Linked DNA regions of Triticum aestivum: region 2 is linked to region 1. A link is a contact called in public Hi-C data. All regions are on one chromosome and are shown on one strand. Each heading gives the region's core, a stretch centred on a gene start, on an enhancer-like site or on the middle of the called end of the contact. The rest is flanking DNA. Distances are from core to core; before and after follow the strand shown. Region 1 holds the start of LOC123112412 (beta-glucosidase 30). Region 2 has its middle 12 kb from the start of LOC123116407.

The links. Hi-C and Micro-C count contacts between places; a contact is called where the count stands out from the background.
Region 2: a Hi-C map of leaf shows a contact between it and region 1, with 6 times the contacts expected there. The contact joins the enhancer-like site here to the promoter of LOC123112412 in region 1. A contact is called at or near these places in 4 of 5 Hi-C or Micro-C datasets (leaf and an unstated tissue) and 1 of 1 datasets of contacts at active chromatin or transcription factors (leaf).

The regions. Positions count from the first base shown.
Region 1 is chr5B:452,850,282-452,853,069 of IWGSC CS RefSeq v2.1, reverse strand. LOC123112412 (beta-glucosidase 30) reads left to right here and starts at 1,416. Exons shown (of 7, transcript XM_044533392.1): 1 at 1,416-1,680; 2 at 1,761-1,827; 3 at 2,013-2,071; 4 at 2,166-2,241; 5 at 2,334-2,411. The coding sequence starts at 1,498.
Region 2 is chr5B:453,085,708-453,088,779 of IWGSC CS RefSeq v2.1, reverse strand. No RefSeq gene overlaps it. Among protein-coding and RNA genes, the nearest start is that of LOC123116407, 12 kb to the left of the region's middle. Within about 2 kb of position 1,584, at least 1 of the 8 cell types and tissues checked has an H3K27ac peak or open chromatin away from gene starts, as enhancers often do.

The DNA of each region.
Region 1 (2,788 bases), core at 167-2,666:
GGTTTTAATGTTTAATTATGTTTTATTAATTTGCATGTTTTAAATTTAAATTTTTGTGTGCCTATTTAGTTCTTTTAAAACCACACAGATAAATGTGTCGACCCCGTGGGCGCACCGACCGACCCAAATCAAAAATCGGACACGCGCATCTACTCGGCCGACCCAAACGGACAAAAATCATGTTCGTTTGCATCAGCCGATTAGAATTGCTCTTACAAGTGGGACCTATTTGTCTGGAATTATGTCAAAGTATCTAAACACTAAATTAGACCTATCTGCAATGTATTACATCAATATGTGGTGTTTTTCGCAATAAATTTGTATAGTAGGTGTTTTATGCAACACTAACTCCAATAAGTGGTGGTTTGTGCAACTCCCTCCACCTCGGAGCCTCCTCTTTCATCCGAGTAAAAGAAGGAAACCCTAACACCTAACACGGGCACCGTCATCGGAGTCAGGGCTGCATGCGCCTTGATCCAAACGAATTTTACAAGAATTTTAGACGGTTATAATTTTTTGGAATGTAAATTCTATGCTTGATTTGTAAGCGAAAGGAGGAGAGAAATCCGTAAATAGAAAAAAAAACATTCCAATTTCCAAGTGAAGCTACCGCTTCTGGATTCGGACGTGGCGGGGCGATCCGCGTCCAGGCGATGCTGCACGGGCATGTGAAGAAGGAAGGAAGAATGATTGGAAGCAGCCAAGCCCGAAGTGGTCCGTCGCGCGTCGCGTTCCGTCTATCCTATCGGATCACCGTGAACAGTTGCTCCGTCGCCATTTGCAAATCCCTCCTTGTTGCCCGTGCCCATCAAGCCATCACCGGTGTACCTGACCGCGCGCCAGCTCAACCATCTGCTTACGCAGTTTTTTCCCTTCCTTCTTTTACATTTGCTTCGCCATTTCTCACTTCAGTTAAGCTGCCAAGTTGCTCGTCCGTCAGGCCATGCATGGATGTCTCCTATCTGCTCCATCTGGTCCCGTCCTGTCCACTTCGTCCTGGCAAATCTGGATCCCCGGCCGATCGCGGCAACACAAACCGCTCACCCGAAACGGCAAAGACACTGTTCGATCCCTGCAGCTGCAGCTGTGCTGCGATCACCGCATCGCATGTGATTGATTCTATCCTCCCATCCAACCAACTGCGCCCACGAACTCCTCACCACGATCGAGGTCCACTCCGTTTCGAGAAAAGGAATAAAAATCCACCGCGAGGTGCACGACGCTCACGTGTGCCACTATTGGCCTGCGTCGGACTCGGACGGTGATCGCCTCCCAGCTGTGAGCCGGACCCGTCCGCCAGCTCCCGCCGTATCCGGGCTACACGACGTGCTCATGGTCCACGGACGATTTTCTCTGTAGAGCGAGCCAGGCCATGGACGACTCGAGCCAGCTCCCTATATAACGGAGGGTGCGCGCAGCACATAGCCATAGCCCATAGGCAACCACTCATCCCATTGGCCGCAGTGTCCAACGGGTGGGAGGCAGCAGGGAGAATTAATGGGTAAGCGCCAGGTTCTCCCCGCTCTGCTCCTCGCCCTCCTGGCTCTCGCGTCCAGCGGTGGCGGCGCCCATGCGTCGGCGGGCGGCGGTCCCCATCCGGCTACGCCGGTGAAGGCGCCGTTTAGCAGGCACAGCTTCCCCAAGGGGTTCGTCTTCGGCACCGGCTCCGCAGCCTACCAGGTCCGTGCATGCGCTCCAGCCACGTACCGACCGTAGATGCATTACCACGCACGTACTCATCGGCGATGGCTTCCGTGCAGTACGAAGGCGCCGTCAAGGAAGGTGGCCGGGGGCCGACGGTGTGGGACAAGTTCGCCCATACTCCAGGTACACGCTCTGGTGCATCGATCTACACCAATGTAGCTTAATTCCCCACATATACTCCGATAAACTAAGTCATGGAAGCAGTGCTAGGCTCAAATATCTCTTCTCCAAAGACAGACATCAGTTTTAATCTTGAGATAATATCAGTTAGTAAAAAGCTATAAACAAAACTGTATGTTGCCCTGCAGGCAAGATTGCAGACGGTGGCAATGGAGACGTAGCGCTAGACTTTTACCATCGGTACAAGGTGAGCTACTCTCATTTCTCATATGCCCGTGTAGAGCGTTCGACATTAATTTTAGAAAGTAAGTAATTAACCTGGCTCCGATCCGTGATTACAGGAGGATCTGAAGTTGGTGTTGGACATGAACATGGATGCCTTCCGGTTCTCCATCGCGTGGAGCAGGATCCTGCCAAGTACGTGCGAATGTGATAGAAACATTCTAATTATATTTGTCTTTGGGCATCTTATCAATTTATCATCTCTCTCTTTGGTTCACTACTCGCAGCTGGTTCCATGAGTGGAGGAGTGAACAAAGAGGGGATTGCATTTTACAACAGACTTATCAATGAGGTCATAGCTAAAGGTGTTTTTTTTTTAATCTCTCTCTCCCCTATTGGCTTCAAATAATTTGTTGTACTCCCTCCGGTCCTTTTTACTCTGCATATTAAGTTTGTCTGAAGTCAATTTCATCCAACTTTGACCAAGTTTATGTAAAAAATTATTGACATTTACATAACAACGCCAATATCATTAGATTCATCTCGAAATATATTTTCATATTATATTTATAAAATATTATAGATGCTATTAATTTCTAATATAAATTTGGTTAAACTTAGCTAAGTTTGACTTTCGGCAAATTCAATGTGCAGAGTAAAAAGGACCGGAGGGAGTACTATACCCTATTCCTTACACTGTTTTTCACCAAGAAATTAACTGTTTTCTCTTCTTCCACATGGT
Region 2 (3,072 bases), core at 335-2,834, 240 kb before region 1:
CAATTTATGTTGACTCGAGGATGACAAATTTAGTCTGCAAGCACAACAATTTTCTGGCGAATGAAGCGGATTTGTCAACACGCTGGCCAACTAAAGTTACCATCCTCGATAAACATAAATTTCCACAAAAAATTTCGATTTGCCATGGTCAAAAATCTGAAATTGAGTCCTAAAATTGTGCACCGGATTTTCTATTAAAAGATGTTCATGAATCTAGAAAAAAAACACAAATGTGAAAAGGTAAATAAATTTGAAAAAACAATTCAACAATTTTAAAAAGGTTAATGAATTCAAATAAACACAATTTTGAAAAATTTCATGATTTTTTGAAGTGAGAAAAAATATGAAAAAGGCAAAACCCACACAAAACTCATCCTAAAAACTAAAAGTGAAAACACGACGGAAAAACCAAAGCAACATTCTGTAAGATTCCCAAAACCAATAGAAAAAACACTACATTACCTGGCCCACTTTGGAACCCCGTAGGGAATGTGTGAATGATTTCTACGATTAGGACCTTAACTGATGCTTGACGCAATAAATAGGATTTACCCTTCTCTCATGCTTAACAAATACTCACTCCATCCCATATTAACTGTGGCTCATAAGGATATAAGTTGTTTGTGATGGCTGGACGGCATGGTCAACAACTATGTTAAGCTTATTAGTTGCTACTTCGGTGAAAAAATTTAGGATGACATTGTGACATTAAGGAAACATATGGGTCTATATTGATGGATCTGCTCAACCTCTTTACTTTTTGTTTGAAAGTAACTTCCTTTATTACGCAACGACATGGTCACCATCGCCCGATACGATCACACCCAGTTCAGCTGGCACATCATCATCATACATGAGTACACCCCTCTACAGGGGAATTTAAGCCTACCTTTGCCAGGTGGTGTGCTGCCTAGTTAACCTCACGACTACAGTGAGTGATTTCACATGACGAGAACCACATGTTCCTCTAGACTTTAATGTCTTCGATCACCTGCACCTGCATGGAAAAGTCCGGCTTCCTTCTGTTCAGGGCTTGTGTCACAAGCAACGCGTCTGTCTTAATGATAAGCCTCACAATTCCCAGCTCAGCAACCACACCAATGGCCATCTCCTGAGCTCTAAGTTCAACACCGAATGCATCATAAGCGTGTGGTACCTGTCCCAGCATAGCTGCATCACCTCGTCGAGACTATTTCTTGCCACATGCTCCTCTTGTTTGTCCCGGTACAAAAGTCGCATCAACTTCAACTTTATAATATCCGATGGAGAGGGTTGCCACCTCACTATCTCCTTGGTCTGCACCTTTTATATTTTGCCAAGGCACCCCTTGTACTCCTTACTTTTGGCAACAAAACAAACTCGGCAAAATTAAGCGTGGATAAGTCGGGTTGGACAGCATGAAGACAATTGAACAACTTTAAAAGGTGAGTCTTGATGATATCCAAGAAATTATAATGAATTCTGCAGGGAAGCCATCAAGACCATTTGGAACACCACAACATTCATCTCCTTTTCAGATAAAGGTGGCATAAGGATATTATTTTCTTCTGCTGTGACTTGTGAAATAGCACATGTTCAGGCTGGCACAGGGTGAAATTCCCTTCATATGGAGCCCAAACGGAGATTTGTAGTATTTGGTGATATAATTTTTGAGCCTTGCTTGACCTCCGGTTCGCCCCTCATCTTGTTGGGGACTAAAAATACATTTCTTCCTATGGAGACCATTATTGATCTTTTGTAATATTTGATTCCTCTTCTTGCGGAAGACGCACAATCTTCTCATTCAATTGGTTTTCAGTTTAATCTTTTCTTGAGACAAGATGCGAGTCTCTACAATTCTGTTGAGGTCGTCAATAATTGCAGATAGACGTTGCTTTCTTTTTTGTACATCTCGATGATGTGTTTCGCCCATCCGAAAGGTATTGTCTGATGGCCCTATTTAAAGTTCCATCTCTGAATAGGTGTTTGACCAACGGCGGGTCTGTCTCATACATTCTTGATTATGTCTCCAAAGCTTCTCCATTGCAGCCATCCCAAATTCAAACTTGAAAGGGCGACGAGCTAGTGGGTGATTGCTTATATCTGCGTTGGTAATTTCCCAAAGAGGGGTTGTCAATCCAGTAGGAGAACCAAACAACACTATGTAAACAACACCTGCACACAAACAACAAAAACTTGCAACCCAATGCGTAAGAGGGGTTGTCAATCCCTCCTCGGTATTGAGATAGATTAAATTGTATTGGATTTGATAAATAGATCTAACTAAAACACAAAATAAAATAAAGAAAGAAAAATGTAGCAAGGTATTTTTGGATTTTTGGATAAATAGATCTGAAAATAATATGATAGGAAATAGACCCGTGGGCCATAGATTTCACTAGAGGCTTCTCTCGAGAAAATATCATACGGTGGGTAGACAAATTAATGTTGGGTAATTGACAAAAAAACAAATAATTATGACGATATCCAAGGCAATGATCATGTATATAGGCATCACGTCCAAGATTAGTAGACCGACTCCTACCAGCATCTACTGCTATTACTGCATACATCGATGTAACATCCCAAATTTTCAATTTGGAATGTTATACACTAGATCATCAATGCATATCATATTTTTGTTTGCTTTTGGTTTGATCCTAGAAATTCTACGCAACTCAAGGACCCTCGGAGAGAGTTGGAGATTTCGTTATTTTCATATTTGAGTTTCTCGAATTTTGAAAATAGGATCGTTTGATTTTATTTATTTTATCTTCAATTATTTCGATTATAAATATATGAGAGAGGGAATAAAATGACTTTCCAAAAAATAAATAAATATTGAGGATTTAATAAAAAAATCAAATAAGGTTTATTTTGGAGTTTTTCCTATTTTATTTGAATTTAGGAAAAATTGCACGTCTTCAAAATTGCATTTTTAGGTCCAAGAAAATGTTCATTTTGTCCTAATATTTTATTTAGACGGTGAAAATTTGTTTTGGCATTTTTAGATTTTTATTTATTTTTCTAGGATTTTTTCTTAGTTCGGCAGAATTTATTTTATTTTAAAAAAAATCGCGCCCGACTAGGCCG